Regions from separate parts of the Mus musculus genome. Here regions 1, 3, 4, 5, 6 and 7 are each linked to region 2. The links are chromatin contacts, called in public HiCAR-type and promoter capture Hi-C maps. All regions are on one chromosome and are shown on one strand. Each heading gives the region's core, a stretch centred on a gene start, on an enhancer-like site or on the middle of the called end of the contact. The rest is flanking DNA. Distances are from core to core; before and after follow the strand shown. Region 1 has its middle 4.7 kb from the start of Gm23269. Region 2 holds the start of Mex3a (mex3 RNA binding family member A). Region 3 holds the start of Hdgf (heparin binding growth factor). Region 4 holds the start of Scamp3 (secretory carrier membrane protein 3). Region 5 holds the start of Prcc (papillary renal cell carcinoma (translocation-associated)). Region 6 holds the start of Hcn3 (hyperpolarization-activated, cyclic nucleotide-gated K+ 3). Region 7 holds the start of Trim46 (tripartite motif-containing 46).

Region 1 (3,459 bases), core at 546-3,045, 660 kb after region 2:
TTATAACTACTATTATTGTCTTAGATAGGGTTTACTACTGTGAACAGGCACCCATGACCAAGGCAACTCTTTTTTTTTTTTTCTGAGACAGGGTTTTTCTGTGTAGACCAGACTGGCCTTGAACTCAGAAATCCATCCACCTGCCTCTGCCTCCGAAGTACTCAGCCAAGGCAACTCTTATAAGAACAACATTTAGTTGGGGATGGCTTACAGGTTCAGTGGTTCAGTCCATTATCATCAAGGCAGAAACATGGCAGCATCTAGGTAGGCATGGTACAGGAGAAACTGAGAGTTCTACATCTTTTTTTTTTTTTTTGGTTTTTCAAGACAGGGTTTCTCTGTGTAGCCGTGGCTGTCCTGGAACTCTGTAGACCAGGCTGGCCTCAAACTCAGAAATCTGCCTGCCTCTACCTCCCAAGTGCTGGGATTAAAGGCCTGTGCCACCACCACCTTTCAAGAGTTCTACATCTTAATCTGAAGGCTGCTAGCAGAATACTGACTTCTAGGCAGCTAGGGTGAAGGTATTAAGCCCATACCCACAGTGACACACCTACTCCAACAAGGCCACACCTCCTAATAGTGCCTCTCCCTGGGCATAGCATTTACAAACCATCACAATTATTGTTGTTGTTGACAGAGTCTCTCTACATAGCTCTGGTTGTCCAAGAACTCCTATGTAGACTAGCCTGGCCTCAAATGCGCAGACATCTACCTGTTTTTCTGCTTTACTCAGGGGTGGGCTATGCTCAGTTTTAAGATGTATTTTCATTACGTGTATACCCACTTGAGAGCTGGTATCCCCTGGAGGTGGAGTTAGCAGCAGCTGGGAGATACTGGATGTGGATACTACAAACTACCTGGGGTCCTCTGGAAGAGCCATCTCTCCAGCACACTTCCCCACCCCCGCCTTTAGCATCACCCTAGACTCTAAGTTCCAAATCAGGGATTTGCTCATTGAACCTAACACAGTGTATCTATCCACCCCACCCCACCCCCGCCCCCAGCGTATCTATCTTTAGCTAACATTTAGTATGCCAGTCCTGGTGGCTCTCACTGAGCACTTGAGAGGTTGAGGCAGCAGGATAATCGAGGGTTCAAGGCCAGGCAGGACACCCTGTCTCAAAATATTAAAACCAAAACCGCCCCAAAGTGGCAGCAAAATAATCTAAAGAGTTTTAGGTTCTTACTACTGCGGGAACAGCAAGATGCCCTCCAGGAATGGGAAAAGGAAGAGTCACGGCCCAGAGATGATATCAGGCTGCAAGGGCTCTTGAATAATTCACAAGGAGAGTGTAGCCTCAGGAAGGGTTGGTATGCAGCCAGGACAACAAAAACAAGTAGGAGGTAAAGAACCTTGCCTCACCAGGGCAGTTTCTGGAGACTTAATCTTCCCTGTGCTGAGGTTCCTTAAGGAGTAAACTCAGGAATCTTGATCCGATCGCACAGGGTAAGCTCACTGTGCAAACCCAATCGCCTCTCCTAACCTATTCGCAGTGCTTGGCCCTACAGACACAGTGGCGCATCAGCCACCCTCGCCTCAACCCCTGTTTGTGTAGTCTACATTATAGACTAAGAACAACGCGGGTCAGTTACACGACTCTGTCCCAGGAGAAACAATGAAAAGAGAAGGCCTGGGATCCCACTTTCTAAGGAGCCTCAACCTCCTCGCTAAACCGAAAGCTTAGCCTCCAGTTTCGCGCCTGCGCATTTTGGTACTGCAGCTCTAACCCAGCAGGCTCTGAGGGAAACTCGCCTTGCCCACCTCACGCTCCCCCAGACGAATCTCACGCCCAGCCCTCGCCTCTAGTAACTTCTATCTTCATGCCTCATTCGTCTCAGGCCCCTCCCACAGCCCCACCCTCACACTACACCTCGCCCCACCCCCGCCTCACGCCACGCCCCGCTCCCGTATGGCGTCCCGCCCACTTGCCTTTGGCTGCTGTGATTTCCTTTAGCCTCCGGTTGGGGCTGCTGTTTCTCTGATTAGACCTCAGGCAGAATTGATACTGGTCAATTCTGCCTGAGTTTGGTGCGTTAACTTTTTCCTTTCCAGCATTTGCACGGAACCATCCTGTTATCATTATTAGTTGCTGTGCTAGTTAGTTTTTGTCACCTTGACACAAACCTAGACATTTGGGAAGACCCTCATCTAAGGAATCATCTCCGTTTGATTAGTCTGTGGAGCATATTTTTCATATTTGATTGGTATGATAATAAGATCCAGAGCACCGGGTGGTACTACTCGACCCCTGGATAGGTAGGTAGTCCTGGGTTTAAGAAAGCTAGCAGAGCAAACCATGGGGCACAGTCATCGTTCCAGTTTCTGCTATTGCTCCTAACCTGACTTCCCCCGTGATGGATTGTGTCTGGGAGTCGTAATATGAAATGAACCCTTTCCTCCTCAAGTTGTGTTTTAGTTATGCTGTGTATTACAAAGACAAACCAAAACAGTTGCAAAAAGACTTGTGTTTTACAAATAAAGAAAAGGTAAAGGCTCAGGGAGTACGCTATTGTGTAGTAGCCAGACAACTTAAGTCTGGTCCCTAAAATACTTAACATGGAAAAGAGGAAGCCTACTCACTCATGTGGCTGCCAGCGTGCACCTGGGAACATGCACTCACATACAATAATTAAGTAAATACAACAGAATATAAGTTTAATTTTTAAAAGGGGATGAAAGGCGGGCCAAAAGGCTCAACCATTGCTGGAACACACTGTAAACACAGAAAGAAAAAACAAACTCTACAAAGTTGTCTTCTGACCTCCACACAGGTGCCATCATTCTCCTGCCCCACCAAAAAACACAAGAAAGGTTTTAAAAAGAGGTGATCTGGGCATCGTTATGCAAGCCTTTAATCTCAGCACTTGAGAGGCAGAGTCAGACAGAGCTCTTTGAGTTTGAGGCTAGCCTGACCTACTTAGATTGTCCTAGTCCGGGATACATAGTAAAATTTGTCTTTTTTTCTCTCTTTCTCTCTTTCTTCCTTCCTTCCTTCCTTTCTTTCTTTCTTTCTTTCTTTCTTTCTTCCTTTCTTCCTTTCTTTCTTTCTAAGACAGGGTTTCTCTGTGTCACACTGACTATCCTGGAACTCACTCTGTATAAAAGGCTGACCTCAAACTCAAAGATCCATCTGCCTCAGCCTCCTGAGTGCTGGGATTAAAGGTGTGGGCCACCACTGACCAGGCCAACAATCAGGTTCCTACTGAAACAAAATTAGGCTTCTGCCTAAGATTAGATGTAGATCATCACAGATAGATGTAGATCATCACACAACTGAAGGCAGTTGCTGTAAGTTAGACAAAAGAGCTGTATGGTATTATGAGTTTGTGTCACAGGATAGTTTATTTTGTGTTTTTGTGTATGTGTGTCACTAGAGTGGCATCTGAAACCCTGGGTATGTCACACTTCTGCAATCTCAGCATGTGGAGACAAAGACACAAAGTTCCAGGTGACAGTGA
Region 2 (3,184 bases), core at 609-3,108:
TCCAGTGGGGTGCCACCCTGCCCGCTCCACCTTCAGTCTGTCCCTTTCCCTTTCAGCAGCATCCTCTCTCCACTCATAGATTCTGCCCTTTGTTTTCCTCCCCGATCAAATCCCCAAGGCTTTTTTGGTCATTAACCTCCTGCCTTAATTGGTTTAGTGAGGAGGAAATCAGAGATGGGGCAAACTCTGGGGGGAATCTGGTTTCAGTGAGGACAGGAAAGCTGCAAACAGCTGTTAGCCCCACCGTCACCTGGTCTCCAGTAGAAACTTTCTCCAAAGAAACTCCCAGCGCCCAAGTCCAGGTTCCTGGGAGAGAGGTGAACAGGAGTCAGAAGCCTTCCTCCACTCCTGCTGGAAGGCGAGAGCATCCACTCCCATAAAGTCCTCCATGTGGGGCACCTCCTCCCCTACTCTAGCTAGCCAGGTCCCTCAGCTCAAAGTTCTCCTTCACCATCTATACCGAAGGGGGAGAGCCACAACTCTCATACCCACCGACCACTCAGCTCAGACTCCAGCCTTCCCAAATGCTGTGCAAACGCACTTTCCAAAAATCAGCTTATAAGGACCGGGCCTGAGCTCAGCCCTCCTGGCCTTTGGCCTCACTGTGCCTCCTGACATCCCCATTGTCAATCTACTGCCCTACCTTCATGCAAAACTTTTCCTCTAGACTAGCTCAGATTTCCCAAAGGAAACCCCTCGGGCAGGGGCGGGACTCCTACCCACCCAGCATACCCATCTACTGTGATCCAACTTGGGGAGGTGACTCCTTGAGCCTGACCACAAGACCTTTAGATCCCATCCCTCTCTTGAAAGAAAAACAAAAACAAAAACCAGAAGATACAGAGTAGGGGGGAAGTAAAAAAGAAAGAAAGAGAAAAGAATGCAGTACACTCTAACTCCCCTCTTAACAGTCAAATCTTAAAAGCTTATTTATGATCTCTTTCGCCATATTTCTAGGGTTAAAAGGGCTGAATTACTGGTTTATAAAGGAGGCAAAGGAAACAGCGAAATGACCGTCCTAAGGGACAAAAGATTTCCTCCACTATATTCGAGGCTCAGGTCTAAAAAAGTAAAAATAAAAAACCTGGGTTCTCAGGGGCCCCCAATCTCACTCCTGTTACTCAAGGTTCAAGGCTCCAAATTAAGCCATACGAAGCCTCTAGGACCCTTCTGGCTTCCCGGATCAGCCCCCACCCCCATCCTCTCCCTCCACGCCTCCTCATCCTCCCCGGGTCACTGCACGGACCACGGGGGCACGAACTAACTCACCTCCCAGTCGTGGCCTCTGAGATCCCGGAACTGGGGGGCTGGGGGAGGGGGAAGGGCTTGCTACCTCCGAGAAGAGAGGGAACCACATCCTCTACCGGGGGTCCCACCCCCAACCGAACGCCCCTTCCTGGCCCCCACACAGCGCAGAGACCTGCTCCTCCCACTGTAGCGGCCGCGGGCTTTGTCTGCTCCACCAGCTCTCTCCCAGAGGCCCGAGCCCGTGGACTCCGCGATCGCGCGCGGGAGGAGGGAGGGCACTGCAGCCACGAGGCCGCTCCGCCCCGGCCCTCATTACCATAAGAAAGAGGCCCGGGACCCGCGGGCAGAGGAGAAACGCCTTTCCACACCCGCTCCCTTCCCGCATACTGCCAGCTCCTAAAATTTCTCGGACCACAACTCCCAACCCACCCGAGGCTTTTCCCGTGACCAGTGGGCAGAGCCCGAGGGGCGCAATCCCCTTCTTGCCCGGGTTGAGGAATTCCTCCCCGCGCCCGAGGGCGGGAAACTACAACTCCCGGCATGCCCCGGGCGCCCCCGGCGCGCCCCCCTCCCGTCAGTTCCATGCTGCTCCATCCAGTTCATTTAAAACAAAAGAGTTTGAGCGCTGGAAGGGGCTGGGCTCTATTGGGGGCCACTGAGCGACGCTCCGGGACTGGGGCTCGGTGCGGGAACCTAAGGGGGCGTCTGCTCGGCGGAGGGTAGAGACTCTGGGTCCGAGGCGGAGGGGTGGGGGCTAGGGCCCGCAGCCCCCCACCCCACCCCGTCACCCCGGAGCGAGAGGAGATCTGCTTTCTTGGTTTTGCTTCTTTTCCCCCACCCCCACCCGGGGGCTGGGGCGAGGGGAGTCAGGTTACAGGGTGCTTGGGGAGGGGGGCTTAGGGGTGGGTCTATCTTTCTATCTCGCTTTCTTCCCCCCTCCCCAGCTCTTTGTTCCCCCTCCCCACACACCCCCTCCTCTCCTCTCCCCTCCCCTCCTCTCTCCTCTTCTCCCTTCCACCACCTCTCTCTCTCCCTCTCTCCCCCAGCTTTTGTTTCGCCATGCCTAGTCTAGTGGTATCTGGAATAATGGAAAGAAATGGGGGCTTTGGAGAACTAGGATGTTTCGGGGGAAGCGCTAAGGACCGAGGGCTGCTGGAAGACGAGCGCGCCCTTCAGCTGGCTCTTGATCAACTCTGCCTCCTGGGTTTGGGGGAGCCCCCCGCCCCCACGGCGGGCGAGGACGGGGGAGGTGGGGGGGGCGGCGCCCCCGCGCAGCCGGCCGCCCCCCCGCAGCCGGCCCCGCCGCCGCCGCCCGCGGCGGCCCCGGCCGCCCCGAGCGCGGCCCCCGCGGCGCAGACGCCCCAGCCCCCCACCGCCCCCAAAGGGGCGAACGACGCCAAGCTCTGCGCGCTCTACAAAGAGGCCGAGCTGCGACTGAAGGGCAGCAGCAACACCACGGAGTGCGTTCCCGTGCCCACCTCCGAGCACGTGGCCGAGATCGTGGGCAGGCAAGGTAAGCGGGCGTCTGGACACTGCGAGGGTTGGAGTGGGGGCTTGCTGTCCCCGGCACGGAAAGTTCATCGCTTCCTTCTTTGCGCGCCTCTGGCTCTGTCCCTTCCCGACAAAGGGGGCCCCGCCCCCTGCCCAGATTCCAAGTGCCACAAAGTTCCCTGCTACCCCTAGTCGGGACGACTCTCGGGACCCTTCCTCCCCTGGGGCTCCGCCCGTAGACAAAGAAATATCCTGGAACTGGGAGAGGAAAGGGGAGGGGGAGCTGCCTCCCAATCCCAGGGTCTGTGCGGAGGGGGTGTCGGCTCCTGGCTGGAAGGACTGACGGAATGTGCAATTACTTGGGAGCCCCTACTCTAGTTTCTGCTTGTATACTGGGGAGGGGGCACTCCTGGGACCTTCTGCTGTTGGAGTTGGGGACTCTGAG
Region 3 (3,292 bases), core at 716-3,215, 630 kb before region 2:
TCTGCCCCCCCCCCCCCGCCACCCCTCCTCCGTATTCATGGCTACTCCTCTACCCACTCTGCCTTTCTCTGTCTCTACTACCCCCTCAACTCCCCTCCCCATGCCCTAAATAAACTCTATTCTACACTAAAGTAATAATAACTTAGAAGTCTTACTGATACCTTTTAGCCAAGTGGAGAAGAGGGTAGGACCCTCAGTTTTAATTAAATTGGAATGTGCATGATTTGAGTTTAAAAACATGTAAAATTTCATACTTATAGGACACAAAAAAAAACTCATTAAACTTTTTTTTTTTTTTTTTTTTGGTTTTTCGAGACAGGGTTTCTCTGTATAGCCCTGGCTGTCCTGGAACTCACTTTGTAGACCAGGCTGGCCTTGAACTCAGAAATCTGCCTGCCTCTGCCTCCTGAGTGCTGGGGTTAAAGGCGTGTGCCACCACGCCAGGCATCATTAAACTTTTTAAAGAATTTGTGATTAGGGTTGAAGAGGTGGTCAGTTGCTGCTCTTCCAGGAGACTCAAGTTCAGTTCCCTGAACCCATGTGAATGGGCTCACAATGACCTGCGACTCCAGCCTCAGGGGATCTGACACTCTCTTCTGCACACCACACATGTAGCATGCATTCACAAACACAAATAAAAACTTCAAATCTGAGCTGGTGAGATGGCTCAGTGGTTAAGAGTGCCTACTGCTCTTCCAATGGTCCTGAGTTCAAATCCCAGCTGTTTGTGGACCATTTGAACTCATACATGGTGGCTCACAACCATCCCTAATGAAATCTGAGGCCCTCTTCTGGAGTGTCTGAAGACAGCTACAGTGTCTTACAAATAATAAATGAATAAATAAATATTAAAAAAAACCTTCAAATCTGCTGGGCAGTGGTGGTGCACCCGTTTAAGAGGGAGAGGCAAGTGGATCTCTGAGTTTGAGGCCAGCCTGGTCTACATGAGTTTCAGGACAGCCAGGGCTACACAGAGAAACCCTGCCTTGAAAAACCAAAAACAAACAAACAAAAACCAGAAACCTTCAAATCTCTTTAAAAAGAGAGTATGCAGGCCAGCCAGCCAGGGCTACATACTAAGACTGTCTCCCCCGGCAGTGGTGGCACACTTCTGTAATCCCAGCACTTGGGAGGCAGAGGCAGGCGGATTTCTGAGTTTGAGGTCAGTCAGAGTGAGTTCCAGGACAGCCAGGACTGCACAGAGAAACCCTGTCTTGAAAAATAAAAAAAAATAAAAAAAAAAGACTGTCTCAATAAAAATAAGATATAAAACAATTAGATATAAACAACAAAAAACCCATTGCACAGAGATGTAATTACAACAAAATCTTGTTTGGTTTGAGATCTGAGATCAAGTTTTGCGCACATCATTCCTTAGAATATAACCCAGGCCAAATACAGTCTTCAAATTAATACTATATATCTCCAAACTAGATTTAGTGGTATCCAACTGTCTTTATCGTTTAGGACCTCCTTATTCTAGTGAGGGTAATTGGTGATAGTCCAGATACAGCTGTTAATTTAGAGTAGACTGAAATGGTAGGACTCGAACTCTTATACCGCCACCAACAGAAGCACGTGGAGTGTGTGGGGTACACCTCTTGCCTTGGCGGTCTAACTAGTTAGAAGTCAGAGGCGCAGAGCAAATACGTGGGTTGGGACATGGCACGTGGTAGGGGGGACAGAGCGCAAGGCAGGCCACAGTAGGCCCCGCCTGGCCAGGGCATTCAGAGGAGCCCGGGGAGGGGCACGTGCAGCCTGTCCAGCGGGCGCCAGCTCCTTTTGGGCTGGCACCCACCACCCGCCCGCACACAAAGCCCGCTCGGCGCGCTCGGCACTCGGCTCTTCAAGCCTGTGCCTCTGAGCCCCGCCTGGCGGCCTCCAGGTTGGGTGTGAGGCCGGGGCAGGCTGTAGGCGTCGATTGGCTGCGCGCATCGAACCGCCGCGGGCGGGAGCGCGAGGGGAGGAGTGGGCCGCGGGGGGTGGAGGAAGCGGCCTCGCTCGCGCCGAGGAGGGAGCAATTGAATTTCAAACACAAACAACCACACGAGCTAGCGCTCCCGGAGCCGTGTGTTGCCCACCGCGCCCGGCCCTGTCCGAGCGGCGCGCGGGCGCAGACGCCGTGGCTGCCCCGGAGCTCGCGTCGGGGGCCGGCATCGAGGCGGGGGCCGCGCGAGGGCCGGAGCGCAGCGGCGCCGCAACCGCCGCACGCGCAAACTTGGGCTCGCGCTTCCCGGCTCGGCGCGGAGCCCGGGGCGCCCGCGGCCCCGCCATGTCGCGATCCAACCGGCAGAAAGAGTACAAGTGCGGAGACCTGGTGTTTGCGAAGATGAAAGGATACCCACACTGGCCGGCCCGGGTGAGTGGCGCGGCCGTCGCGGGCCCTGCTGCGGGTTGCATAACGCTCGGGAGGGCACGGCCGCCGAGCGCGGAGCGGGCGTAGGGGCAGGGGTGCCAGGCCTGTTCTGGCTGGCGGGAGCCCACCACCGCTTACATAACGGAGGCGATCGCGGCCGGCACCTGGCGGGCAGCGCCGCGTGCTCAGTTCGCCCTCACCCCTCCGTCACAGCGGCCGAGGCTTCGGGCTCACGGTGGCGGGGGGGGGGGGGGGAGCGGCCCGATGGTGTGTCGCTTCTTTCGCCGCGAATCCCAACCCCTTCTCGGAGCCCCGCTTGAGCCCTGAGTCTCCATTGATAGTTGCCTCCAGTTCAGGTTTCTCTGGCTGGACGAACGGGTGCGAGGGGTCTCAGTTCACAGAGGGTTAGGTGGATGTAGAGTTGGCGACTCACAAACTTTCTTGGAGCATTTTGGTAGGAACTCTGAAGTTGGGAGGGTCGTGAAATGTTTGGGGACGACTTACTTAAAAATGGTCTTGCCTGGCCTGGTGACTCTGCCATAACCGATTTAGCCCCCAGCTCTACAAGAACATCCCTCCATATGCCTCCAGCTCAGACTTGGAACTGGAGGCAGCAGGGCCCCCGTGTGCTTTGGGAAATCCAGTACAGACGACCTTAGCGCGGTGTGGGGGATTGTGGGACGCTGGAGTTTCCTCGGCTTCCCATTAGTGAGCGTCTCCAGTCAGGGAGGCCGGTGTCAGCCATGTGGTTGTTTGAACCCGCCAAGAGTAGGGCCTTCCCCATTCCAGCACCTGGCCAGGTGGGAGGGTGGGGCAGAAAGCCTGCTGTGTTTATCACCTTCCCTCCCAGGAAAAGGTGTGTGTGTGTGTGTGTGTGTGTGTGTGTGTTGGGGGGAGGGTTGCTTCTGGGAATTTTTCAAAACGATTGTAGAGGGG
Region 4 (3,201 bases), core at 147-2,646, 650 kb after region 2:
TAAGGAAGAGTCATGAGGTTGACAAGTATATACAAGTAAAACAGAATATTAAGGATTAATTGTGCTAGTGGGAAGGTAGGTTGAGCTGTAATATCAGAAATATTATGACCACATAATGTTGTGATAAGGTAGCTTTCAAATTCCATGCAAGCCGAACTTTGGTTCTTTTTCTAAAGAGCAAAAGTGGGGCTTTAGAGGAAGCAGGGAGTCGTAGGTGACACAGGCCTGCAATCCCAGCACTCGAGAGGCTCTTGTGAGGCCGAGGCAGGTGTTCCAAGTCAGCTGCAGTGCGTAGCTCCAGAACAGCCTCGACTGCACAGTGAGACCCTGTCTTGAAAAGGAAAGAAAGAGAATGAAGTTTGTAAGGCATTGCCTTACCTTCTTCCTGCCCTCCACCAGCGGTATCTGACCTCAGAGGCAGAGGACCACCACCAGCTCTTCGATCTGATTGAAAATATGCTAGAGTATGAGCCTGCTAAGCGGCTGACCTTAGGTGAAGCCCTTCAGCATCCTTTCTTCGCCTGCCTTCGGACTGAGCCACCCAACACCAAGTTGTGGGACTCCAGTCGGGATATCAGTCGGTGACAATTAGGCTTTGGGCCCCCTGCTCCTTGTGTAGCAGTGGGTGTCCAATCCAGGACACTGGTGCTTTTTTATACAAAAGAACAGAGGCAGAACTTGCCCTCTCTCCAGCCCCTGGCTCCTTTGTACCTGTGAATATGTGGAATAGTGTAAATATGACAGAACTTGTACCTATCGATTCAACCCCTGACATGTATATACTACTATTTACACTCTCCCAACCTCATCTGCCCCTCATGTGGAGGTGGATGGGGGGCAGAATGACGTAACCAGGTGGTGTCTACCCCATGTTTTATAAGGGATTTTGTACAGTCTTTGTGAAATAAAATGACATGCTTCATCTGACCCCCCCCAATCCCTGGAATTTGAGGTTCGAGGGTACTGGGGTGAAGGAGTGAAATAATTGGTAGCCATCTGAATTTGGGTATAAAGGCCTCTTTGTCCTGCCAACTTAGAGTCACTTATATGCACTTTGTATTCTGAGGTAGTAAAAATTAAAGTAGATGCAATCAGGTAGAACTTGTGTGATCTAGAGTAGTGAATGTCAGGAAATAGCTTTGGCCCTGTAAATAAATGGATAGTGACAGTAGCCTTGAAGTTATGCCCTTCAATAGATCCAGAAACCCGTGAAGAAAACTGAGCTTCCCGCCACTAACCTGTGCGCAAAGATACCTTCTGAGCTGCTTAACATGAAGCTACCTGGGATATGTAGTTCATGCCTGCTAGGAAGTCACGTGGAGGAAGTGTGACTCTGGGCTGCGGAGACTGGCTTAGGGATATCACGTGCGGTACTTCCCGCTTTTGGGTTTTTTTTTCCTCCCCCCCCCCCAACTGAGGCGCAGGCGCAGTCCACTGCTGCTGCGGGAATCTTCGCGACTCTTCCGGTTGTTTCAACCAATTGGAGCACAGGGAAGCGAGTGGACCAAGCACACCGGAGGGAGTTCTTTGGGCCGCCACCGCCGTACTGCCGGGGCAGGGGCGTGTAGGGCAGGGGCGGCCGGGTTCACTTGCAAACATGGCTCAGAGCAGAGACACCGGGAATCCATTCCCCGACTCCGGCGAGCTTGACAATCCCTTTCAGGTGATTTGCGCCGGCCTTCTTTGGCCAGTCTGCATACTGTTCTGTGGGGTCGGAATGCTATTCCCATTTGTGACTTTTGACCCAGGGTAGAAGTGTCGCTATGTGAAGGTGGCGGTAGCTCGAGACCAGTGAACATGGGGAGCTAAAGGGTTGCGGGCTCTGCCCCTTTAATGAGCGGGTTCTAGCTATGTAGAGTGATAGACTTGAAGGCAAATGTTGGGAACAACGGCGTGGCACCAAAGGCTCAGTACTTGGAACCACGAGCAGTTTCGGGAAGTTCCTAGGAATTCCTTTGACACCGATTGCCCGCTGAGCCCCGTCTCTGCTCTCAGGACCCAGCTGTGATCCAGCACCGACCCAGCCAGCAGTATGCCACGCTGGACGTCTACAACCCCTTTGAGAACCGAGAGGTGAGCAATTAGAGGGAGCACAGAAGAGCAGGGAAAGCCGAGTGTACCATGAGCTCTGTCTGAGCATCCTGGGGACTTTGTTAATGCAACCAAATGATGAAGTGGTGTGCTTTTAGCTTCCCGAGAGACGTTAGCCAAGCCAAACCTAATCTCGGACAAAAGGGTCATCTAGTTTTGAGTTAAAGAAGTCGGTCCAGGGAAGACTTGTTTGAAGAGCATCAAGGTTGGGGCTAGTCATAGTTGAGAAACCCGTGCGATCAGAGGGCATATGAGGAGGGCAGTAAAAGAAAGTAAGGGTGTGGGGGAGCTGTGGGGATGTAGCTCAGTTGGTCGAGTGTTGCCTACCAAGTGCACTACCCTAGCCCTCAGCACTACATGAACCCAGTATGGTGGCCCGAGTATATAATCCTAGCATTTGAGAGGTAGAGGCAGGTGTATAAGAAGTCACCCTTAGCTAGTAACAAGTTGGAGACCATGATGGCATGTGAGACCCTGCCTCAAAAAACAAAGAGTCAGATGGATTAATGGGTAAAGGCTCAGTTTGCAGCCTAGACTAAAACCTGACTTCAGCCAGTCCCCCAAGAAGGTGATGAAGGCGAGAACAAACTCCTATAAGTTGTCATGTGACCTCCATGTGCATACCATGAGAGAGTGTACACACACACATGAACTCACACACAATAGGTAAATGTAATTTTAAAAATTAGAAAAGTTAGATGTGGATAATTGCTGATGGCATTGGATGTAAGAGGCTGCACAGGACTGCTGCAGCTCTGATGGAGTTGCCCAACTTACATAAGTAGCTTAGGAACGTGGCACAGAGCTGTCAATCCCAGTGCTTAGCCTGAGGCAGGAGGATTGTAAGATTGAGATCAACCCACGTGCCTGTCTTCTCAAAAACAAAACCAAAAAACCCAACGAGGTTCCCAACTTGTAGGGATATGCTGCTGACTTGGGTAATGCTTGCACACAGACTAGATGACTGAGTTACAGGGACTAGGTGATGTCTAAGGCTTGTCTCCAGCAGCCCCCACCAGCCTACGAGCCTCCTGCTCCAGCCCCAGCACCTCTACCGCCACCCTCAGCTCCCTCTGTACAGTCCTCAAGAAAGCTCAGCCCCACAGAGCC
Region 5 (3,473 bases), core at 103-2,602, 650 kb before region 2:
CCCATTGTGTGTGGGGGTGAGGGAGAGGCAATACTCAATTTCTTATACCAGGGATAGTGTAATACACTTTTTAATCCAGCACTTGGACTCTGAGACAAGAGGATCACAAGTTGAAGCCCAAGCTGAGCTACACAGTGATTCAAGAAAAGCCTGGGTTACAATACTAGAACCATGTCAAAATAAGTAAACATTCCATCTCTTCTCTAACTCCACTCATGTCCTTTACCTCCTTCCAGCCTTCTTATTTTAGAGATGGGGCAAAGGATAAGGCTGGTCCTGGATGTTCAACAGGAGCACTTTAGTCCCACCAGCTGTCACTTCAGGCGCCACTTTTAACCTGCCCTCAATATGGGAAGAGAAGCCAACTGAGATAAAGATGCTGAAAGGGAAAGAATTGTCTCCATGCATGCGCCTTAAGCCTGTCAGTACCAAGGATACCACGCATCCCTTTCTGCAAGGAAGTCCCAGGTTCCAGAATGCCTCATGGCCAATACCCTAACTCCCCAAAGCAGGCAAGTTCAGGTGAATTTAACCGCCTTCTAAGAGGATTCCAGCGGCTCGGAGTCAACGGATGCGTTTGTCGAGCTCCATTATGGTTACAAGTCCCTCCTACCCCTAAACTCCAGCCCAATGGGACTTGAGGTGCCCCCCCCCTCCATACTCACATCGCCCTTCTGCAGCTCCGGCGCCGCTATCCTAACCGGTTCGGTTCTCTTCTTTGGCTTGGGAAGGCCCAAGGGGGGTCCGACACCGCCCACAGCTGGGGGCAGACTGAGCCCAGGGCCTTGAGGCGATGGCAGCCCCAGCCCCTCTCCAACTCCCGCAGCTTCAGCAGGGCTCACTCCTGCAGGTGGCGGGAAGCCGCCCAGGCCAAAGGGCAGCGGCGGAGGCGGCTGCAGTCTGGGGTCTCCGGTGGGCGGGGGCAGCAGGAGCGGCGGGGGGAAGGCTGGGGCCAGCATCTGGGGGGGCGGGGGCAGCAAGGCCGGGCCTTTGGGTGCAGGAAGAGAAGCGAACAGGCCTCCTAAAGTGGGCCCTGGCATAGGAGCCGCCACATCCTCTTCCTCCGGCTCCGGCTCCGGCTCCGGCTCATCCGGCTCACTATCGTCGCTGCTGGCATAAGCAACCAGAGACATGGCGCCTCCCGCCTTTGGGACGCCCTTGCTGGCAGACTAGGCCTACTTGAGACCCGGGATGTCCCGGCGGCCTAGTAGGCCCTACCAGCGGGCAAGGCGGGGAACCGAAAAGCGCCTCCTGCTCCGTGCTCTAGAACTATCCCCGGCAGGAACCCATGGCTAGGGTTGATTTCCACCGAGTAAGAATTCCCGCTACACTTAAGCTCCTAGCACCAAGCAACTACACACACCTAATGGCCGCCGAGTCACTCCGCCTACTACTCACCTCACAGACTTAAGAACTACAATTCCCAGAGAAGACTTTAGCAACAACCCCATTCTCTACCTCCGGGAACTCAGTGCAAAGCATGGCGGGAATTGCAGTCTAAAGGTGGCGTAAAGGGTGCGCAGAAAGACTGAGCGAAAGCTTCCTCTGATGCAGTGATTCCTGGGATTCGTAGTTTGTTTGTTTGTTTGTTGTTGTGTGTCCTTTCAAGTCCTATGTTACTACAAGCCCCATGGATCAGCGCGGTAGCACGTAAGCATTTAGAGCATTTCGGTACTTGAAGTTCCTCAGAGCAGCTAAGGATTATGGGAGCTGTGGTACCCTTAGAAACTGCAAGTGTTGTCGGGAAAGTGATGAAGTCTGGGAAAGTAAATAGCTTAAAGGGAAAGTTACCTGTAAATAAAACAGTGATGCTTCCGAGTCGACCTGGGTGTTAGAACAAAGCACCCCAAGAAAAGACAAAGCTCTAGGGTACGTTATAAAATTAAGATTGCGAAGCCAGAAAGAAAACGAGGCCGCAGGCATCTGAGAGCATGGCAAGGGTGGTGTCATGCACCTTGAATCCCAGCACTAGGAAGTCAGACGCGGGCGGAGATCTGTGAGTTCGAGGCCAGCCTAGACTATGAAGTGAGGTCCAGGACAGCCAAGGTGACACAGAAAATCCTGTCTCTGTCTCACAGAAAAAAAAAAAAAAAAAAAAAAAAAAAAAAAAAAAAAAGAGTCAGTGCTCTTAACCAATGAATACACCAGTATACATCTAGTAACAGTACACACCTCCCATGAACGCTATCCCCATGAGTGTGGGGACTTGGGCTCCTTCCTCAGCAACTAGTGAGAAGCACGGGAAACTAGGGCAAGGTATTGGAGAATTGGAGATTAATCACTTTACCTCAGTAAAAGGACAGACTATGGCCCGGTACACTTCCAAGTTCTTAGGGGTTGATCACCTGTGCCCACCCTACAGTGCATGTGTCTTTGGCATTCATTTCTTGGCTGGATGTGCTGTCTTCTCGGCCTTTGCGTATGGCCCTCATATCCACCCACTTTTACTGCAGGCTTTTTCACATACTGCCCGTCTATGATGACGTGCTGTGCAACTGCTCTTCCCTGGCTCCCTGTGATTCTGGATCACTTCTGTCACCCTCTAACTGAGGGCCCTCTACTTGCCATGTCCTTTATACATGAACCCATCTCTCTGTGGGTACCTCCCTGCTCCTAAGAGCAGAAAACCTTTGAGGTCAGCCAACAACGAAAGAGCTGCTAGAGTTTGGCAGGGAGGAGGCTAAAGAACGTGGAAAGGGTGCTTTGAGCGAAGGATGAGGATTGTAAAGACTGTGAAAGGATGTGGCTCTTCCTCACCAGCCTCCTCGCCATGTGTCTGAACATTTGGCTTCATACACAAACTTATACCACCTTCTCTAGACATCTGCTTAAATCTCCCAGAATAACTTGTATACACCTGTGTTTAAACTATACTGAGTTTAGGCAGCTCAACATTACAGTGCTTAGCTAGCATGCACGTATGTACATGATTCAGAATTTGACACCCCACTGATACCTGTCCCCCCCCCAAAAAAAATTAAGATTTATTTATAGCCCAACAGTGGTGGCGCACGCCTTTAATCCCAGCACTTGGGCACTTAGGAGGCAGAGGCAGGCAGATTTCTGAGTTCAAAGCCAGCCTGGTCTACAGAGTGAGCTCCAGGACAGCCAGGGCTACACAGAGAAACCCTGTCTTGAAAAAAATATATATTGCCAGGCGTGGTGGTACATGCCTTTAATCCCAGCACTTGGGAGGCAGAGGCAGGCATATTTCTGAGTTCAAGGCCAGCCTGGTCTACAAAGTGAGTTCCAGGACAGCCAGGGCTATACAGAAAAACCCTGTCTCGAAAAAACAAACAAATATATTTTATGCGAGTACACTGAAGCTTTCTTCAGACATACCAGAAGAGGGCATCAGATCCCATTACAGATGGTTGTGAGCCACCATGATGTGGTTGCTGGGACTCAGGACCTCTGGAAGAGTAGTCAGTGATCTTAACCACCCAGCCATCTCTCTGTGCCACCCCAAAAAC
Region 6 (3,165 bases), core at 643-3,142, 630 kb after region 2:
GCCATCCTTGGTGGGGGTGGGGACGGGAAGAGGCTACCCTGTACTCATTTAAACTGGGCCTTTCAGGGATGCCCATCCCCCTCCACAGATGGGCTATGCACATAGAGGATTCCCTGGGAGATCCCAAGGCATCGAGGCTTGAGCTATGCACCCCTTCCCTCCTCCAGGCTACCTGTGCTAAGATGCGCAAGGACAAGCTACATTGCCTCAGAAGAAACTGTAGATATGAGGTCAGGAGGGGAGCAGGGGACAACATTCAGAGGAAAAAAACAAAAAACAAAAAACACTGGAGCACACATGACGGTTTCAGGGCTAATCCCAGCGTAAGTCCTAAACACAGTCCCTTCTGATTCTGATTGCAAAAATCAATCCTCTCAACCTCCAAAAAAGCTTGTTAGTTCCCAAGTCCAGACCCACCCCCGAATGCCCCTCAGACTTGAATGTTTTCACTCAGCAACAAACCCCTGATGTTTCTTCCTCCCCTTCCACAGCTGCAGAGGAGAAATCTTGCACTGTGAGACACTGGGAGAGAGGAGGAAAGGTTGGCCGCGCCATCAGAGCATCTTCACAGCCTGACTCACAGGCAGTCACAAGCCCAGCGGGTGATGTGGTAGAGGACTGCGAAGCAACACAACTCTGAGGGGGATATGGCTTCTGGGGATATGTCTGAGGGTGAACTGGGGGAGGGGAGGGGATCTGCTGGAGAACAGATAGGCAGGTGAGAGCGAAAGAATAAAGAGGACTGGAAAGAACAACGCAGAATAGGGGACTATTTACAGGGAGTGAATGTTTGAGAATGGAAGATACTGTCTGGGCCTCCGATTGTGTTTCCAAGCTCCAGAGACACACCTCATTTCTTCAACTGAAAGCTGTCCTTCACTGTCCCCAAGGGCAGGGCTGATTTTCTCCCCTAGCGACCTTGATGTAGACGTACAGCCTGAAGGGGACAGTGAAATGGCTACATCCCAGTTCTCTGTCCCTTTTCTCTCCGGGAAACACCTGGGCGGTGGCTGAGCCCCTGCTTTCCTTCCCAATCTTTCTGAGTACCCGCCCCGCCCAGCCGCATTCCGCCTTCAGCACCACGGACAGCAAACAGAGCTGTGGACCCGACTGACCCCTGTTCTTCTCCAGCGTTCCCAGCGTCCCTGATCTGTTCTACTGAACTGGGCAAGTGCTCGGTGTGTGGTTAAAGCGTGGTAGAGAGTGGAACTAGGCTTCTTCCTCAGGTCTCCAAGCTTTGGGGCATGATATAATTTCCCACATCCCCAGAAAACAGTACTGAAAAGAGGCAAGGTTTCCAAACTCCGATGCTCTCTGTGGTCATTGAGGTTCCTGCATTGGGTGCACTAAGTCCTCGGAGATTACCTGATGTTCGCTGTCCCTTATGCTTCCCTAACCTGACAAAACACTGAGGACCTCGGGGAAACCCGCCTAGGAATTCCCAGGCTGGGTTGGGGGAGGTGACTCCACCCGGCCGGTAGCACTGGTGTCCCTCGCTCTCCCCGTTGAGCCCCCCGTACCGGAAGTCGCTGTAGGGGTGGATGATCCAGGCCCCGGCGGACTTCACCCTCTCCTGCTCGATTTCTACTGCTTTGTGGCTGCCGAAGACCCGGAGAGAGAACTTGTTGACCGTCGGCTGCAGCAGCGTCCCGAGCTGCCGCCTCTTCGGCTCGGGCGCAGACTCCGGCACCCCACCTGAGGCCGCGCGGGCCTGGGCCGGAGCCGCAGGAGGCGTCTCGCGTGCAGGGGTCGCCGCTTCGCCGGCCCCCGCCGCCGGCCGCGCCTCCTCCTCCATGATTGCCCTCACTCGTAGGGCCTCCCCAACCGGTCCAGGGCCATGGCGGGCGCGCAAGTCTCTGGGAGAGCAGCCCAGGCAGGGGAGCTCCGACCCGCGTGCGCCCGGGGCACAGGGGGCGTGTGCAGGCGACAGACGTGCGAGAGCTGCGCCCCCTGGCGAGGGCTGCGTGAGACTGGGCGGGGCGGGGCGGGGCGGGCCGCTGGCACAACTGCTGCCCACACTTTCCCGAGAGGGCGTGGCTTAGGGGTCCTGAGGGTGGGTGGGTGCTGTGTGTGTGTGTGTGTGTGTGTGTGTGTGTGTGTGTGTCTGTCTGTCTGTCTGTCTGTCTGTCTGTCTGTGTCTGTGTGTGTGTCTGTGTGTCTGTGTGGTGGGAGTGCTCAGCTTGCTTCTGGAGGCGGGAAACTCACTAGGGCATATGCAGCCTGGGGACCTCCTGAGGGTCAGGGACAGAATGGGAATCTGTTCTGACCATGTCCTTTCTCAGCACTCTCCTAGGAGTCTTGCTATGCCAGAGATCCTCTAAACTGCTTTCTGTAGTATGTGTTTCCTAATTCATTAAGACAACCTTTAGCAAAACCATTCACTGAGTGCATGCTGAGGATGCAAAACTGAGCACAGAAATCTTAGCTAAGTCAATGGTTCATCTCCATAAACAGATCAACAACCAAGGAAATACCATACTACATGCCTTTCTGAGCTTTACGTGTAGAACAACTTTTTTGTTTTGTTTTGTTTTGTTTTGTTTTGTTTCAGACAGGGTTTCTCTGTGTAACCCTGGCTGTCCCGGAACTCACTTTGTAGACCAGGCTGGCCTCGAACTCAGAAACCCGCCTGCCTCTGCCTCCCAAGTGCTGGGACTAAAGGCATGCACCACCACCACCCAGCTTCTTTCCTCTTCTTACAGCCACTGCCTGAGATAAACCGTCATAATCTCCAACTAAATTATTTCAAGAAGTTTACATTTTGTTTTTGACATGGGCTGTAGCTCAGGCTGGTCTTGAACTTCTGATCTTCCTCTGAATTTCAAGCACTGGGATTACAAATGTGTGCCACTCTACCTGGTCTCAGAAGTTTTTAATAATTTTCAAAGTCTGCTGGACTTGGTGTTGCAGTCTTTTAATCCCAGTACTTGGAAGGCAGAAGCAAGTGGATCTCTGTGAATTTGACACCAGCCTGGGCTATATTGTAAGTGCTAAGACAACCAGGGATACATAAAGAGACTGTCTCAAAAGAAAAAAAGAAGTCTTCACCAAATTCTCCTAGACAAATTCATGTTTCAGTCTCCAAGTACACTTTCTACATCCACATGACACTGTTCAGTTTTCTTAAAGTCCTTCCAAGTGTCTCCATTTTAGAAATACATTTAA
Region 7 (3,438 bases), core at 644-3,143, 710 kb after region 2:
GAATTAATTTCATTGCGCCAGAGATCAGCTCTCATTAGAATTTCAGACAAGCAGTAAGAAGCTCCACCCCAGAATGACAGACAGATGCCCCTGACCCTCTTCCATCTTTCTACATCCCCACCCCATCCCACAGGCCCCAGCCCCACCTGACTTAAGGAGCCGGTCCAAGCGATCTGGCTTGGGGAGAGTTCTCCGAGAGAGGCGGGGGCTGCGGGTAGAAGGGGTGGAAGCAGGAGAAGTGGGCTCCGAACTCGGATCCCCACCATGGCCTATGTACCCCTGCTGGCCCAAAACCTCCCGGGCACAGGCCTGGCACACGTTGTGGGTACAAGGCAGCACTAGTGGCTGCTTGTACATCTCTTGGCACACTGGGCACAGCAGTTCCTTCTCCATGTTCTTCATGCTTGTCTGTGGAGGGACCAGGAGGTTGTGTGAGAGCTAGGACACTTGGGCAAATCTCAGCCCGGTCCCTTGGCTGCCAGGAAGGGCAGCACAAGCTACCTACTGCTTTGGCCCAGTACCCGCCTTCGTTGGTTCACACACCTCCCCAGCTCTCTGTCTCCTGCTTCAGCGCCCCTCTTGGGGAGCTTAAGGTCCACCAAGAAGGTACAGTTGGAGCTCTGGCCTCCCCCACCATCGCGCCCCACCCCCATCACTCCCGCTGCAGCAGTGCTGGCAGGCAGTCCTCCCGCCTCACCTGTCTCCATCCCTCCATCTCTGGATTAATAGCATTTATTTCAAGGGCACCACCCATTCTACAGCTGGGTGTTGTCCCCCGCCCCTTTCTCTAGCAACCCTTAGACGCATGACTGCTCCCCGCGGCCAGGGTGCGCTAGCTCTCTGAACCGGCTGGGCACTGGCCGGCGCCCCAGCACCCATCCTCCATTCTTCAATTCTATTTCTTCCAGTCTCCCCAAATCAACCCATCTCTCTTTGCCTTCTATACTAGAGCTATCAGACCCAGTCTGGTGGAGAAATTCGGCCTGTTTCAACCCTTTGCTCAATCTAGGGTGGGGGAGGAAGGAGCGCCCCGCCTACCTGCCCCCTCCCCACCGGAAGTATCCCTCCCCCTTTTGGTGAGGGGTCTTCTGGCTATTCCCCACCCCCACACCTCACCTTGGTCCCTCTCTTCGCAGCCATCCCGGTCAGGGGCGCAGCTGACACAAAGGAGGGAGGGAGAGGGAGGGAGGGGGAAGGAAGTGGTGGGGGGGAGCAGGGTTGGCACCGCCTCTGGGAGAGACGGGCACGGGTTACCATGGCAACGGGAGGCTGCACGGCAGCTAGCGGGGGGGGGGGTTGGGGGCGGTAGGGGGGGTGGTCGGGAGGGGTCCAAATTGGGAACTGCACCCAGGAGCGGTTTTTTCATCACCCCACCCCACCCCCCGCCACACCTGTCCTCAGTTTCTTGGAAAACATCCAAGCTCACACATGCCCCTTCTCATAGCCCTGGTGCACGCCTGGCAGCTACCCCAAGCCTACCCGCTGGGTCCGGGCAGCTTCTCGCTGCCTACACCCCAGCAAACGGGAGTCTCACCACTCGGCTGTCCCCAGGATCCCTCCACACTTGCGTCTCCGCCCTCCCAGTCATTTCTGTCTTAACTAATCCCTTCTCTATAATCCATATTCTTCCTGGACCCCCACCTGTTCAAGGGTCTGGCTTGCCCCGACCCTTTACATCCCCTCCCTTCCCCTTGACCCCACCTTAACTCACACTGATGCGGACTAGTGCATCCATGATGGAAGTGAAGGTCTGCATATCCTCACCCTCAGCCATGGCCCTACTGTGCCCGCCCGCCCCCGGGTGCCCGATCCTGGCTGCTGCTGCGAACCCGGGGCTTAATGCAGGAGCCGGGTGGGGTGAAGGGAGGGGTGGGGAGGGTGAGATGTCACTGCGCATGCTCCAGGGACTAGCTTCGAACTGCGTCCGTCGAGGTAGGGGGTGGGAAATAGTTCTTCCCACGTGGTTCTCCAAAGGCGGTCTAGGGGGTGGGTAACATGGAGGGTATTTGAGGTAGGAACCATTCCTCCTATTAGAAGCTTGCATCGATTCCTGGTCATACTACTCACATAAAGCACGAAGCTCGTTTCAGAAGAACAACTCCAGGTGGACGGTGCTACATCTTGGGTGGCACATATCTTCGGGAGTTGTTGAGGCAATTATAGTGGGTCAGGGAGGTCTGAGGAAGTTGTACGGGAGATGACATGAATAGCAATGAAGGCACAGGTGACTCTAGGCCATGGGATCATGACTGAAAGATGAGTGCAGCTTGTCCAGAGAGACAGCAGATGCCTTGGCTACAGAAGGCTGGAGACCAAGCAGGGCGGTGGCCTAGAATGCTCTTAGAAGCATTATTTCCTCCTTGCCACAAGAGGGCGCTGCACCCAAGGCGCGTAGAGGAAGAAGTAAAGCAAGTCCACGTTGGCCCCGACGCCTGCGTACAGACAACCGCGCCGGCTTTGGCTCCCCTCTTTCTCCAGGGACACGGATTGGACCACGGACGGGGCGTGATGGGTAACCGCACCGGCGGGATGCCCGGGCTGCTCTAGCGGGAGTGGGCGTTGGGGTGGTCCTCTTTTCTCCGTAGCCTCGGTAAAGCTGACGTGTCCTGGGAACTAGCATTTCCTCCGGACAGGCGGGAACTTGGGTGTGCAGGGCCGGGTGGTTCCTGGAGGTCGCTGTGGGGTGGGGGCTGGGTCACTTGGAAGTGGTTGGTGAGCCAAGCTCCGGAGTGAATCTGCCTGAATCTTAGCCTGACTCTTTTTCTCATTTATAGTAGTCGGTACCGGGACCTCCTTGGCGCTGTCCTCCCTCCTGTCCCTGCTGCTCTTCGCTGGCATGCAGATCTACAGCCGCCAGCTGGCCTCCACCGAGTGGCTCACCATTCAGGGGGGCCTGCTGGGCTCCGGCCTTTTCGTCTTCTCCCTGACTGTATCTTCCTCGCGCTGGAAGGGGAGGCGGGGGTGTATGAACAGAACATGGGCGGGAGTGGGTGGCAAGGGCTTTGCAGTCCCTCTACTTCCTATCTTGTTGCGTGAGTTTCTCCTTAATTACATCACCCAGGCCTTCAATAATCTGGAGAATCTGGTCTTTGGTAAAGGCTTCCAAGCAAAAATCTTCCCTGAGAGTAAGTGAAACTCAATAGTTAACTGGACTCTTTTTTTTTTAAACCTCTCCCAAACATGATGCCGAATTTCCCTGTGCTTAGATGATAAAGGAGAAATACATTTGCTTAACACAATCTTGAAGACAGAAGATGCTTTCAGATTAAGCATTTTATTGGAGCTGGAAGAGAAGCACAAAAAGGGGGGAGGGGAGGGGAGGGGAGGGAGAGGAAAAGAAAGAAAAAGGCCAACCTGGTCTGCTCTCAGGACAGGTTTCAAGTGAACAGTCAAGCCTGGGCTGATGTCTGATAGGCATCCAGGAGAAGGTGTTCTTTG

The links. Promoter capture Hi-C pulls out the DNA fragments that hold promoters and counts their contacts. HiCAR-type assays count read pairs that join an accessible place to other places.
Region 1: a promoter capture Hi-C map of pre-B cells shows a contact between it and region 2, with 2.2 times the contacts expected there. The contact joins the enhancer-like site here to the promoter of Mex3a in region 2. A contact is called at or near these places in 7 of 39 promoter capture datasets (the C10 cell line, cranial neural crest, frontonasal cranial neural crest and 4 more) and 2 of 115 datasets of contacts at active chromatin or transcription factors (neural tube and pancreatic cancer cells).
Region 3: a contact with region 2 is called in a promoter capture Hi-C map of pre-B cells, with 3 times the contacts expected there. The contact joins the promoter of Hdgf here to the promoter of Mex3a in region 2. A contact is called at or near these places in 7 of 39 promoter capture datasets (the 3T3-L1 cell line, the HPC-7 cell line, fetal liver and 3 more), 1 of 484 Hi-C or Micro-C datasets (embryonic fibroblasts), 2 of 115 datasets of contacts at active chromatin or transcription factors (bone marrow-derived macrophages and pancreatic cancer cells) and 1 of 9 other capture datasets (adipose tissue).
Region 4: a promoter capture Hi-C map of pre-B cells shows a contact between it and region 2, with 2.7 times the contacts expected there. The contact joins the promoter of Scamp3 here to the promoter of Mex3a in region 2. A contact is called at or near these places in 6 of 39 promoter capture datasets (cranial neural crest, embryonic stem cells, liver and 2 more), 2 of 484 Hi-C or Micro-C datasets (embryonic stem cells and stem cell-derived neural progenitor cells), 4 of 115 datasets of contacts at active chromatin or transcription factors (astrocytes, embryonic stem cells, pancreatic cancer cells and 1 more) and 3 of 9 other capture datasets (adipose tissue, liver and pancreatic islet).
Region 5: a contact with region 2 is called in a promoter capture Hi-C map of pre-B cells, with 2.8 times the contacts expected there. The contact joins the promoter of Prcc here to the promoter of Mex3a in region 2. A contact is called at or near these places in 4 of 39 promoter capture datasets (the HPC-7 cell line, fetal liver, liver and 1 more), 1 of 484 Hi-C or Micro-C datasets (rod photoreceptor), 1 of 115 datasets of contacts at active chromatin or transcription factors (pancreatic cancer cells) and 1 of 9 other capture datasets (adipose tissue).
Region 6: a contact with region 2 is called in a promoter capture Hi-C map of pre-B cells, with 2.3 times the contacts expected there. The contact joins the promoter of Hcn3 here to the promoter of Mex3a in region 2. A contact is called at or near these places in 9 of 39 promoter capture datasets (cranial neural crest, embryonic stem cells, hippocampal neurons and 3 more), 1 of 484 Hi-C or Micro-C datasets (embryonic stem cells), 3 of 115 datasets of contacts at active chromatin or transcription factors (embryonic stem cells, pancreatic cancer cells and stem cell-derived neural progenitor cells) and 3 of 9 other capture datasets (adipose tissue, liver and pancreatic islet).
Region 7: a HiCAR-type map of astrocytes shows a contact between it and region 2, with 2.6 times the contacts expected there. The contact joins the promoter of Trim46 here to the promoter of Mex3a in region 2. A contact is called at or near these places in 5 of 39 promoter capture datasets (the C10 cell line, the SN4741 cell line, cranial neural crest and 2 more), 3 of 484 Hi-C or Micro-C datasets (all in embryonic stem cells) and 2 of 115 datasets of contacts at active chromatin or transcription factors (astrocytes and pancreatic cancer cells).

The regions. Positions count from the first base shown.
Region 1 is chr3:89,194,841-89,198,299 of GRCm38.p6, forward strand. No RefSeq gene overlaps it. Among named protein-coding and RNA genes, the nearest start is that of Gm23269, 4.7 kb to the right of the region's middle. Within about 2 kb of position 1,796, at least 351 of the 459 cell types and tissues checked have an H3K27ac peak or open chromatin away from gene starts, as enhancers often do. A contact at or near this core is called in neural tube, pancreatic cancer cells, pre-B cells and 1 more, where this site is marked.
Region 2 is chr3:88,530,088-88,533,271 of GRCm38.p6, forward strand. It overlaps Mex3a (mex3 RNA binding family member A), which reads left to right and starts at 1,859. Exons shown (of 2, transcript NM_001029890.3): 1 at 1,859-2,761. The coding sequence starts at 2,308. Gm38618 (a long non-coding RNA gene) reads right to left here and starts at 1,793. Exons shown (of 2, transcript XR_867447.3): 1 at 1,270-1,793; 2 at 1-306.
Region 3 is chr3:87,904,356-87,907,647 of GRCm38.p6, forward strand. Hdgf (heparin binding growth factor) reads left to right here and starts at 1,966. Exons shown (of 6, transcript NM_008231.4): 1 at 1,966-2,359. The coding sequence starts at 2,273.
Region 4 is chr3:89,175,995-89,179,195 of GRCm38.p6, forward strand. Scamp3 (secretory carrier membrane protein 3) reads left to right here and starts at 1,397. Exons shown (of 9, transcript NM_011886.3): 1 at 1,397-1,663; 2 at 1,996-2,073; 3 at 3,101-3,201. The coding sequence starts at 1,598. It overlaps Gm45927 (predicted gene, 45927), which reads left to right. Exons shown (of 19, transcript NM_001310017.1): 12 at 1,996-2,073; 13 at 3,101-3,201. It overlaps Clk2 (CDC-like kinase 2), which reads left to right. Exons shown (of 13, transcript NM_007712.4): 13 at 400-1,093. The coding sequence ends at 585.
Region 5 is chr3:87,884,210-87,887,682 of GRCm38.p6, forward strand. It overlaps Prcc (papillary renal cell carcinoma (translocation-associated)), which reads right to left and starts at 1,353. Exons shown (of 7, transcript NM_033573.2): 1 at 666-1,353. The coding sequence starts at 1,133.
Region 6 is chr3:89,158,265-89,161,429 of GRCm38.p6, forward strand. It overlaps Hcn3 (hyperpolarization-activated, cyclic nucleotide-gated K+ 3), which reads right to left and starts at 1,893. Exons shown (of 8, transcript NM_008227.1): 1 at 1,521-1,893. The coding sequence starts at 1,795.
Region 7 is chr3:89,244,004-89,247,441 of GRCm38.p6, forward strand. Trim46 (tripartite motif-containing 46) reads right to left here and starts at 1,894. Exons shown (of 10, transcript NM_183037.2): 1 at 1,712-1,894; 2 at 147-408. The coding sequence starts at 1,774. Krtcap2 (keratinocyte associated protein 2) reads left to right here and starts at 2,435. Exons shown (of 5, transcript NM_025327.3): 1 at 2,435-2,512; 2 at 2,775-2,929; 3 at 3,062-3,125. The coding sequence starts at 2,509.